2 separate regions of the Podarcis muralis genome follow, and region 1 is linked to region 2. The links are chromatin contacts, called in public Hi-C maps. All regions are on one chromosome and are shown on one strand. Each heading gives the region's core, a stretch centred on a gene start, on an enhancer-like site or on the middle of the called end of the contact. The rest is flanking DNA. Distances are from core to core; before and after follow the strand shown. Region 1 holds the start of NUP54 (nucleoporin 54). Region 2 holds the start of UTP3 (UTP3 small subunit processome component).

Region 1 (6,410 bases), core at 3,028-5,527, 190 kb after region 2:
TTGAAGGAAAACACATATAAATTCTTTAAAAAACAACAACCTAATCAATGCAGTGCTTCTGCTTTAAACTACTCTATAACATCAGTGCTCCTTATGTGGGCATAAATATGTCTTCTGAATTTTCCTTGCATTGTAGAAACCAGCTGCTCCCAGCACTCTTTGCATGCCTTTCTTTGTGCTAAACAGGCACAACAGAGTTGATTAAATGGCTTTGCTGGAGCTCCCAGAATAGGTTTCAATCAGAAGAAGGGTTCCAGCCTGCCATTGACACATTGGCCCTGCAACTGCTCTTCTCCTTGACCAAGCGCCAACCAGCACTGTTCCTGCCTGAACTTTTTGGGTGAAAGATGCACTGGTTAAACCTGTCCTGAAGCACTCAAAACCTATACAGTCATAAAATTGGGGGATGGAGCCAAAGACTAAGTTAGTTGTGCTTTAGCCCCACTGAAATCAGTGCTGCCCTGGGCTCCTTTGGATGAAAGTGCAGGATTGTAAATGTATTAAACAAAAGAATAAATAAACAGATAAATAAATAAATACTAGTTTGAAACCAAGTTTTTATAAATGCATTAGAATTTGTGATCCCTGTCTGCACTCAAAAGCTTAAAGTTCAGTTATAGCTGCCATCTTAAAACAATTATTTTAATGTAATACTAGTGACAATCGTAGTCCAATGGTGAGCTCTTTCTTGTGTCCTTCCTTACACAGAAATTTTCCAAGAAGAATTTTAAAACTGATTGGAAGTGTGCATGCATTTGTATGTGGTGGGTGGAGGTGCGAGAGAGATTCGCACCTTGTGAAAGCCATTCAGACCAATCACAAAGCAAACAATGTCACTGGGATGAGCAAATGGTTTCTTTAACAGCTGAGATGAGAGTTACACTATACAAATAATTGAAACTGTTGCATATTACAGTACAGAAATGATAGGACTATGGAATGATATAATTTCCTATACGAACAGCCACAAGAACTGAAGGTTAACACTAAATGAACGCATTAGAAATACTGAATATTAGAATACTGAATATTAATGTCAGGCACATTCAAGTACAAAGATGGATCAATGCCTGGCTGTTCAAAATCAGCTAATTGAATTATCTACTTGTTCTACAGACGGTAAATAGTTGAGAATGTTTAAAAGTCAGAATCTTTTTGTCAAAGCCAGCATATTTCTCAAAGACCAAAAGTGAGGATTGCTGATTTTTTTAGCTGATCGTATAAAATTTGCTTCTCCATTAAGCCTTGATAAAAGTGTGGTGAGTTCGTGATGACTGAAATCCAATGAAGAGACGGAGGAAAGGGGGAAAACATAAATGCAGTAGGGTCCAAGAATTTGAGATACAGAAAAATACCTTTTCAAAGTTATTCAACTTTATTACCAAGGGATCATAATTTTATATCCCTGTTTGCAGAATGCACATGACAAATTTGGCCTGCTAAGACACTCTGGCTCATTTTCCTTGGGGAAAAATCATTTTAATGACTCAATTGAGATGCACATGGATTCAAGGTTAATTCACACGTTACACCATTTCATAGGCACACAGTAAACGGGAAAATTGTGAAAGGAAAGTGAGAGTTCCACACCCTCCCAAGCTGATAGGGCACAAACATGGTGGATGAGTACTATGGAGGCATGATTTGCCATGAATTCATCCCATGTTTGGAGAGGTTGTCTCCCTTTCACACTTTACATCACAGCAAGTAGCTAGTAGTCCCACAATGCTGTGTTCAGTATGTAATGCCTCTCACATGGATTTCCTGACTGTGCAGACTTCCTCATTTATTGAATGGAGGGACCTGATCAATCATTTCTTTAACGAACGCATAGACTGCATCCTTCTGTGAAGCTTTATGTTCCCATAAGCAACTGCTGGATCAGAGCAGTCTCTCTTTGCAGCTACTTCAGTGATAAAACAGCTTTGAAAAATTAGGCATTTCAGTCACACATTTAAGGAGTCCGATGCAAACGTTATTTTAAAAGCTACAAGAATAAAAGCAAAAGAGGTATTCTGCTTCTACTCCAGTCCTTAAACACTGAAAGAGGTCTTCAATGGATTTTATTGGAACAATGCCACATGAATGAGTTTAGACCCCAGAGGCCTGAAGCAAATTCTTGGACCCTTCCCAGCAACAATGCAATTACAAACACCACTTGTGTGCATTCTCTACCTGCACTGGCCAGACTGTTACCAAAATTGAATGGTGGAGCCGAGGTAGTAGACACACCAAAATTCCCAATATTAAAATTCACTGCAGGATTAGCAGTTAATCCAAAACCCCCAAAATTAAACCCGCTGGCAGTGGAGTTTGCTGTTTCAAGCCCACCAAATCCTGATGAGTGGGAAGCAGAAAAGAAAGCAAGGAAGTATTAGTGAGAAACAAAACATGTAAGCAGTAAAACCAATTCTGATTAGCAAAAATGAGAAATTTCAAAGAACGGGGGAGAAGAAACATCAGTCCATAGCAAGAAAAAGTACAAGAGCGTTTCTCTGCTGTTATAGGACAAATGAAGTTTTCACTGCCAAATATTAGTTCTGCACCAAAAACATGCAAATAAAAATTCCTCCTCAGTATGAGAGCAGGGTGTGTTGAATGGTCTACGTTTTGAAGGGTTTAGAAGTAATGAGCTGAGCAGTACACTTAGGCTTAACATTTTGTAGATATGAATGACCAAGTAAAGCACTGTTAACAAACTTGATAGTGGTTCCCTTCCCCAAACCTCTGTATTAGAATTACACTCTCCCCATGCTGTTTAATATGAATACTTTGCATTTAGACATGGATTTTTGTTCAAAGTGCTTCACGTACATTATCACAACAGTCCATATCAACATGCAATTTGTGAATTCCCAAGTCAAATGCAGCCTGCCAGTCATATACTAGACTCTTTACAGTACCAGGCAGACAACAAGAGGCTAGCACAGCGGTTTTCAATTTGCTAAGTACTGTGGACCTCCTGTTTTTCAAAAGCCAAGCCACAGGACTGTACAATCCTATATATTTTGGAGGAATTAGCACTAATTATGTTTATTTGTGGGGCTCTGCAACATAGGACGGGCAGCAGCCAGAGACCTAGTTTTGCTAATGGATGGGAACTTCTAGAAGCGTGGCAGTGAGAGAGCCACACTTTGCAGCCCCTTGGCCTTTCTCTACAACCACCCTGTGACATTAATGAATAATAATAATAAGTGCCTCTTTTGTGTGTGGGGGTGTGTGTGCTCCTTTGGGATATATATAGTTACATTTATACATAGACCGTGCGATATTAATGAATGTGATTATAATGAATAATAAGTGCCTCTTTTCTCTCTGTGTGTGGGGGGGTGTCCTCCTTTGGGATATATATAGCTACATTTTTATACCAACCCTGTGATATTAATGAATAATAATAATAATGTGTCTCTTCTGTGTGTGGGGGGGTGTCCTCCTTTGGGATATATATAGCTACATTTTTATACCAACCCTGTGATATTAATATTAATAATAATAATAAATGCCTCTTTTCTCTCTGTGTGTGGGGGTCCTCCTTTGGGATATATATATAGCTACATTTTTATACGGACCCTGTGATATTAATGAATAATAATAATAAGTGCCTCTTTTCTCTGTGTGTGGGGGGGTCCTCCTTTGGGATATATATAGCTACATTTTTATACGGACCCTGTGATATTATTATTATTATTATTATTATTATTATTATTATTATTAAGTGCCTCTTTTGTGTGGGGTGGCGGTGGTGGTTCTCTACACACACACACACACACACTTGCACTGCAGGGGTTTGGACTCGAAGCCCCTCGCGGGTCCCTTCCTGTTCTAAAACCCTGCGACAAGCGGACATTCAGGCAACCTTAAGGCGCCTCATCATTTTGTGCCCTGCTTCTTCACGTCCTCCTTGCGCTCGCGTTCATTTGCGCGTGTTGTCGTGCTTGTCCTGACCTACGGCTGGAACAAATAAATCTGACTCCCTCCCATCCCCACCCCCTCCTCTCTTGATATCGCCCTGCGCCTCCGAAGCTGCTGCTGCTCCGCGATAGGAAGCCAGGGATTCAACAGGTGCTGCCCTTCCCCGCCCCCCCGGTTGCCAGGGCGACCAGGGCCACGCCCCCCCCGCCACTTCCCCGCACTCACCCGCAGGGTTTGGGGCGGCCGCAGCGCCGGCGGCTGGCCCGAAGTTGAAAGCCATGAGGGAACCCGGGCGGCGGCGGCGGCAGCACCTACTGACCCTGGGAAGGTCCGCTCAGCGCCGTCGTCCGGGTGGAAACTGCAACCCCGACGCGGGAGGCCTCGACCAGGCCATAGAGATAGGAAAAGTGTAGAGTGGAACCCAATATTAGCGCCGGCCGCGGTTTTCTAAGGACCCGCCGCTCTGCCCTTCGGCCTCCCTTAACTTCGAATCCCCTTTATGCATTTCGCGTCGAAAAATTAGAGCGGGGAACTAGCTGAAACCAGGCACCGGGGGTCCCGGTTTGAAATCGCCGTGGCGCGTCACTCTATATTTCTGCGTCTGTGGAGAAAAAAAGGTTCCGCCTCCGCCCGGAGAGCGCCGCTCGAGCTGGTTTGTTGCCCCGGCAACGAGGCGCTGTGGTGACGACAACGACGTAAGATGCCGTCGCGGATTCCTAGACCGGCCCCTGAAGTGCCACCAATTGGGGAGAGGGCTGCGGAAAGGTAGAGGCTCCGCCTTGTGGACTGGAGGGGAAGTGCCCGATGGGATCCTGATGGGGAAAGTCGGGCGTAGGGCAACCCATGTCGGAAGTGTAGATTTTTTTTTTGGGGGGGGGGGGGAATTTCCAACAACGTCCCCCCCAAAAAGAAACCTCAACAAGTTTTCCATTTTTTGAAATATGGCAACCTGCTTTGGTGATCCTCACACCTAATGATGCGGGTTATGGTGTGCAATAGGTTCAAACCCTATTCCGACTCCGACCCTAGGAGTCCTCATAAGGGATCTAATCCTGAAGGAAGACCTGTGAGGGGAGAGACTCCATCAGACAAGGCCTTCTTCCACCTGCCTTGCCCCACCCTGTAGTCTCTGCTTCTCAATTTGTATTGTATTATTCTATGTACTGTGGCTTGCCGTTGTTTTATTGATTATAGTTTAGAAATTATTTATTGTAACTGCTGAGTGGATTTCTCTTTAACTTTCATATGTTATTATTATTTAATACTATTCTAATGATTGTTGAATGTTACTTTTTGATGTAGGCTGCCTATTTTAAAGTTATGTTTTATTATCACCTTTTTGTATTGCATTAGATTGTTATAAGATGTACATTTTTTATTTCTTCAGCTTGTAAACTGCCTTGAGTATTGTAAGATAGAAAGACGGTACAGTGGTACCTCGGGTTAAGTACTTAATTTGTTCCGGAGGTCCGTACTTAACCTGAAACTGTTCTTAACCTGAAGACCACTTTAGCTAATGGGGCCTCCTGCTGCCGCCGCTCTGCCAGAGCACAATTTCTGTTCTCATCCTGAAGCAAAGTTCTTAACCTGAAGCACTATTTCTGGGTTAGTGGAGTCTGTAACCTGAAGCGTATGTAACCTGAAGCATATGTAACCTGAGGTACCGCTGTATACAAATTAAAAATGATGATGATGATGAAAGGAACTGCAACCTATGACTCAGTGAGGGGATTTAGGATGTGTGTTTCAGGCCTCGGCCAGTTTAGTCCTGTGTCATCCGGTCCCGTTTGTCACCTGTTAGTCCCATTTATCATGTTTAATTTAATTGTGTTCTCTTGGAATCTGATGCGGTGCATGCTTGGCAGGAAGGTTTGCAAAGGATACTCTTGAGAATATTGCAAATGAGGTGCAGGGATCACTGGGAGGGCTTTGTCTGTAGCAGCTGCACACCTCCAACTGACTTCCCCCTCTCAGGTACATCTTGCCAGAATTGTTTTCCTTTCATTGGCAGGTAAACACACATGTCTCTTTGTCCAGGAGGGGTGAGGTGCACTAAGTATTGAAAATGTATTTTCTACTGCTGCTGCGTGGCTATACCTCATTATGATTTCAGTGATTTTGTGGTCTTTTGCTTTAGCTTTTTTGTGTTTAATCTAGCCGTAATGCCAAGATCCTTTTCAGGGGCAAGGGAAACTGCAGAAAGTATGTTTTAGGCCATACTAATGAGAAATGACTACCCAGAACTCTGGGACAGCTAGAAAGCACACGGTGCGTACAGGGGCAGACTTTGGTCTTTCCAATTTCAATGGCGCCGAGCCGGAGGCCAAAATTCAGTGCCCCTGCCTTCCGTCCTGCTTAGTGGAGTACATCTTCATTGCGATACCTTACAACACTCCTAGGCTCTATGCCCAGAGCGATGGAAATGGTCGTTGCTGTCCTAAATTCGCCTCTGGTGCATAGCTGTTAAACTATGGCATTTGCTCCTACAAGAGGCAACA
Region 2 (6,386 bases), core at 2,629-5,128:
TATGCCTAGTAAGGGCTGGGTAACACATTAACTTGATTTCTCTCTGCTCTCTTAAAAATACTGCATTTGAGTTGGTAAGTAGTAGATGCCACGCTTTGCCTGCAGAAGGTCTCGGGTTTATTAATATTTATTTCTTCTATATCCCACCTTTCCTCCAAGGATCTCAAGGCGGCACAGTACATGGTTTTCTTCCTCATTTTATCCTCACAACAACCCTGATAGGTAGGTTAGGCTGAGAGAGTTGACTGGCCCAAGATCGCTCTGTGAGGTTCAATCCTTGGCATTTCCAGGCAGCGCTCAGAAAGGTTCCCGCTTGAAACTCTTAACCAGCCATTACTACCAAAAGTATTGTTCCCTTTCCCCACTCTACCCCTTGACTGCCCCCCCCACCCATTTATGGCTAGGCAGAAATACAAACCTATGGTTCCTTAATCAAACACACTTGCTTGGCTTTTACTGCAAGCATATTGAGAAGCCATCGTGAAGCATGGCCTCTCCTCGTAAATGCACACAGAAGAATATGTCTATATTTGCTTACCTCAAATGATCTAGACATGGTCTGTTTGCTAATTTCTGCACAGGGGCACTTTCCCTGTAGAAGATAAAAACTCAAACTGCAGCCCGTTTAAAAAGCTTGCCCTAATCTTCCATTTCACCACTTTATCCCCTTTACAAAGTGATCTCTCAAACATTACAGAGAATTTACAAACTTTTCAAATAAACACCATGGTTCACTCTTATTTCTGATGCCCTAGCATGAGTATCAAACCAAAGACACCATTCAATAGGCTTGGGGGAATGCTAAGATTTTCAAAAGTGCAATAATATTTGGGGGAGGGGGACTAAAGAGGTGTGCAAAAACAGCCTACTGAGGACCAACCATGATTACTGACCACTGTGCTGTTTGTGGGTACAGGATGTAGAGATGAAGGTAGATGGAATATCACAAAGCATTGCAGCAAAAAAGTCCTCTACATTGCAAGAGTTTGTCCCACTTGTCAGTCCTTAAAACCACATCTCAAAATCATGGCTTGCTCTACAAAAAGACTGACCTCTCCCCACCTGCAACGGAAGTTACTTTTCTGTAAAATAACTTCCAATCACTATTTTCTGTAGCCTTAAACCCCTCACAATTTTAATTACAATGTTAATTACAATGTTGGTGCCCACCACTAAAAACAACTCATCACAGCATGTGCCTCTATGCTTCAGGGTTAATATCCCTTTTAAAAAATTAACTACTAATAGGCATCCCCTCACAGTTCATTTCTGAATGGTTTCTAGTCATTATGTTAAACATACCTGCTAACATTTTAAAATCAAAAAGTGATTGGTTTTGGTTTCACTCAACCCAGCTACCAATGCACCATATGCTAAACTGTGGCTTCAAATATGTATACTGTATTAATGTAGAGCACACAGGTAACTTAGAAGGTATATAAAGTATATAGAAAGTTTTTGTGAATCTGAATGAAGCAAATTAAACTTATGCATTAGAAGCTTTACCTGCCAAAGCTCTTATCATTCACAACATACAAGACCGTCTCCACTTTCGCATTGGATCTGATCAGCCTAGCCCTAAGTGTATGCTCAAGATAGCTTAATGCAGATTAAATATTCCTTGGGTCCCTTAAGAACTAAGGAGAGCCTTATTGGGTCAGGCCAAAGTATCTGGAACTCAATCCTGGGCATATTAACTAAGAATTCCCATTGAGCTCAATGCAGTTACTGAAAGTCAAAAGTGCACAGAAATGCAACCCAGCAGGTCAAAAAGTGGTGGAAGGTGAGAGGATTGTTGACCTGCTATGTTCTCAATGCAGTGATTGGGATTTACATTTAAACACAGTGCCTGGTTACTGCGGATGACCACAAAGATGAGCTGCTGGACAAATGAAACAACTGGGAAAGGCAGTTGCCCTGAACTTTGCATACTATGAACAATGCTGCTTTCTCCATGTTAAAATAAATACATATTGCCTTTATTTACCCCAAAAATGAACATTTATTGAGCTCACATTCACTGCCTTCAGCGAGTAAAAAAAGAATTATACAAAGAGAATCACTTAAGCTTAACACTTTTCTTAACTCCAGCACGAATGCCAGACAGTTCGCCTCCGTATCTTTGTTCTTCTCTTCGGACCTCACGAACCTGCCCCTTCCTACGAATCTTGGCACGTCTGAATTTCTCACGGTGCTTGACTCTTGGGTTACGATCAATCTTTTTCCTTCTGGGTGTGAGGCCTTTATTCTTGACAATCTGGTATGTTGCGCCTCTCTTTTGATCTCCTGCTTCCTCTTCCATAATCAGGTCTTCCACACATTCTGTTTCTTCTCGTTTCCTCTTTTTCTTAAGCTTTATCTTTTTTTCCATCTCCTTATAATAATTCAGGGCAGCCTCCTCATCCAAATCTGAATCATCTGTAGGTTCTTCAGGATCATTATCATTAGAAAGCTCACCAACAGCTTTAGGTTTGATTTTATTAACAGGCTTTCTAGCAGGCACGATAAGCTTCTTCCTACCTTCCACATCACCAGCATCACTACTATGGAATTCATTAAGGAGCAGGCGAATCTCCGGTGACAGTTTTTGGTCCACAGTCGCCAAATCATTTATTAAATTTCTGTAACTTACAAGTCTTTCAATGACGGGGTGACCGTGAACTGGAATCCTTTTGGCTTTCAGCACCAAGTAAAAACTAATGTTGCAGCAATAGTTCAAATAGAGATGGTATTTGGTCTGTAAATACTGGCTGCCCTTTCCCTCTGGGATGACCCCATCTTTTACCATTTGCATGAGCGGCTCCAGTTCATCTCTGAGCTCAGTTAACTTGGCTTCAAAGTCCTGAATCAGCTCCAGCAACTCCGGGGATTCCTTTTTCAACAGCTTCAACTTCTCTTTTTTAGAGAGAGACTGCAAGTCCTTGGCAATTTTCGACCCGGACTCTTTTCGACCTGGCTCCTGGGCTGCCGCAGCGTAGGCCTCTATCAGGTCCAGGCCGTAATCATCCTCCCCCAGATTCTGCACCAGCCTTTTCTGAATGGCTTGGGCCTCCTCCTCTTCCTCCAGCTCCTCGGCTTCGGCTTCCTCCTGGCTCTGCTTGGCTGCTTTGGAGCGAGCCGCAGCCTTGCCGTAGTCGGTGCCGTAATAGAGCTGTTTCCGCTGGCCCCAGGCGAACTCATGGGGGAGGCCGAGGTCTCCGCTGCCGCCCCGCTGCTCCTCCAGGTCGCTGTCCATATCCAGGGGCTCGCCTTCGCCTCCATCCTCGTCGTCGTCCGCGCCCTCATCTTCTCCATCCTCCTCCGTCTCACTCTCCTCAGAGAGCTCTAGTCCCAAGACCTCCTCCTCGCCATCTTCCTCCTCCTCCTCCTCCTCGCTGCCCAGCGCCGCCAGCACTGCCTCCTCCAGACGCCGCTGGTGGAAATCGTCTGCCTCCTCCGTGAAGATCGGGGCTCCCGGCTCCGGCTCCTCCATCTTTTCCTCCCGCGGCTGCGAGGCCCTCAGGCCCGGGGCTATTCTCCGCCGTGGCTTCCCCATGTTGCCGGCAGTGAGGACGGATCGGCAGTCGGCAAACAAGCGTGCAGTATTGCTGCTGTGCGGCCGCCAACGCACAACACTACTTCCGGGTCGAAGGTCGGTGACCCTGGAAACAGGCTTTCACTTCCGGCTCACAAGAAACGGGTAAGCCCCCGCCTCCACCTAACTAATTCCCAATTGTCATTTCCTTGTTCAGGAAATAACCGGCGGCCGTAAGTCTGACGCTTGCCGTCCTTAATCTATGCGTCTCCAGTATATCCCAAACTGTACAGCGACCTTCCTTTCGAGGTGCTTTACTTCCTGCCTGGAGTAAGCGAGTAAATTCTACTTCCGGTCGGTTGATGCGCCCTGCTTTATACCTTCCGCCTCACTTGTGGACGCTCTGGTTTCGGTAAGAAGCATAGAGAGGTGATGGGGAGGGTGCGCGCCGGAGGCGAGGCGGGGCGTTCGGCCGATGAAGTGCGCATGCGAGAACCGCAGGGGGACACGTGGCCGACGTAAAGCGTGCGGCGTAATGGAGTGCTAAGCGGGTGTATCTCAGCCTCTTCCGCTGCTTCCATTTAATAGAACGAGCATCCACACAGGTCCAAGATACATATTAATCGATCCCAGTTAATAGCAATGCACTGTTCACTCAGCTCGATAGACAGATAGATGTCTATTTATTTCTCCTTAGGAATCTGCTTTATGCTGAGTCAGACTTTTGGTCCATCTGGGTTAGTGTTGTCTACACTGACTGGCAGCGGCTTTCTAGGCAGCAGCCTCGCAACTCACCCTGCAGGGACCGAACCTGGGAATCAGCTACATCAGGGGTGGGGTTTGGTAATATGGCTCCCTGAACAAGACCAAGATTGGGCGCCCCTTCCCCCTAAATATTTACTTTCCACAATATTTCATTTTGGTACAGCTGCTTTTTAAATGGGTCTTCTAGGTACCCGTATAAATATAAGTATTGTGCTCCCTGTCTGCTCCACACCACCCTAAATCTGGTGTTGTCTGCTTGCAAGGCAGCCGCTGAGCTATGGTGGCCCTTCCCTTAAAGAAAGAAAGAACAGACCTCCTGGATTTTTTCCCTGAGGCTTCTCACACAGACACCCTGCTTTAGCAACCGAAGGAGTGGTGGAAAGTGTGAAATGACAATGTTGTTGTTCTCTCCCTGCTCACACTGCTAGGACCTGGGTTCTCTAGTCTAGATGAAACCTGATTCAGAACAAGCAATGGTGTTGCTGCTCACGTTGTGAGATCATTTCGTTGCCACAAGATGGAGACAGATGCCGACTTTTAGCTTTTCTAAAGGATAAAATATATGTTAGGGTGGAAGCAGCTAACATGATGCCTTCTAGATGTTGGACTCCCATTTCCCATCAGCCTCAGCCGGAATGGCTAATGGTCAGGGATTATGGGAGTTTGAGTCCAACAACATCTGGAGGGTACCACACATTAGCAGCTCCTGCCATAGAAGGTAGGTTAATTGATGGATGCTGGCCACTGTTACTGAACAGTGGATGCTGGCCTTCAGTTACTGAAGCGTACATTGGAATATCAAAAGATGGACCGCCACATGCGAATTTCCCCAGAATAATCTGCTAGTTGCCATCAGAAACAAAATCCTGGGCTTCATGGGTCTTTGATTAATCCAGAAAGGCAAGTCTTGACATTTTTACATCTTCAGGACTGCCAATGGATTAACAGAATCGATAAATAGACCAGTTTAAGCAAAGTCTGCAACCCTATACAAGTCTATACATGGAATATACTTCCGAGTAGGCCTACATAGGCTTGTGCTGCTGGTAATATATTAAATCCAAACTAATTTGCATATTAATAAAAACAATTGGCTTGTATGGAAATGAAAATTCTTTTTTCGTTTCTAGATAATTCATGTACCTGCGACAGCAGGGACTGCCTTAGTAATTAATGTAGAAGACAGGGTGCTTTTTCTGAGAGGACACCTTCCACCTACAGTTCTTGTAAGTTCAATAAACACTTCCATGAGTTTTGCAAGCACGTTTTTAGGCCATTAAAAGGCTTTTGATCACTGGTTAACTGAGTAAACACCACAGCCCCAAATGACATAGGAGGGTGTTAATAGGCAAGAATTGGTGCAGAGTCCGTGGCACCATTCACATAACAAAAACTACCATAGAGATATCAAGTTTTTCAAAAGTAGCAAGTCCATGGCTTCACTTTTGAAAAAAAGGTCTGCAGTTCTTAGCTAATTGGGAACCACTGGTTTAGTCTAACCTGCTTGATGCAAGAAGGCTTTCCCCTAACAGATGACTTTTCCTGTCCAGACTCTGCTTAAAGACTTCCAGCATGGGTGATCCCACCACCCCTCTAAGTAACGGGTTCTTTTGTTAACCTACTCTTACTGTCAAGTGGTTTCCTCCTAATATTGAAATGACACCTACCTGCCTATAGCTTAAGTCCATGAGATATAGTAGTGTCTTCTAGGGCACCAGAAAACAATTTTTTGCACTCTTCTATGACTGTGTGTGCATCACCCTTTACTCTGGCTCCAGTGTACTCCCATCACTGGTGTTTGAAACCATGTACATGTGATGTTAGCCACAATCCCATAGCTGTCCTGTAATTCTTGAGAAATCCTGCTGTTCAGTGCATTTCTCCATCCAATTTGAAAAATGTCAGCCACATTCAATTTGCAGTTAAGCTGAGGTGTGTGCACTTGAGACAACTGTTGCGTATGCCCAGATGACAGTTTTGTGAACAGGAGTTGGAAAGGTTGCAGGTGTGGAAAAAGCAATCGTGCTTTGAGTGATGAAATCTGGGAAGGGGCGGCCTTGCTGCGCTTTAAGGTGCTAAAGCAGAGCTTTCCAAGCTTTTCATGCTG

Evidence for each region. A called contact is a pair of places that touch in the nucleus more often than the background predicts.
Region 1: a Hi-C map of blood shows a contact between it and region 2, with 8 times the contacts expected there. The contact joins the promoter of NUP54 here to the promoter of UTP3 in region 2. A contact is called at or near these places in 2 of 3 Hi-C or Micro-C datasets (blood and tail).

The regions. Positions count from the first base shown.
Region 1 is chr9:10,367,249-10,373,658 of rPodMur119.hap1.1, forward strand. It overlaps NUP54 (nucleoporin 54), which reads right to left and starts at 4,278. Exons shown (of 12, transcript XM_077933747.1): 1 at 4,138-4,278. The coding sequence starts at 4,192.
Region 2 is chr9:10,175,723-10,182,108 of rPodMur119.hap1.1, forward strand. UTP3 (UTP3 small subunit processome component) reads right to left here and starts at 3,879. Exons shown (of 1, transcript XM_028743955.2): 1 at 646-3,879. The coding sequence starts at 3,535. The coding sequence ends at 2,060. LOC144328834 (a long non-coding RNA gene) reads left to right here and starts at 3,972. Exons shown (of 3, transcript XR_013394121.1): 1 at 3,972-4,119; 2 at 5,410-5,505.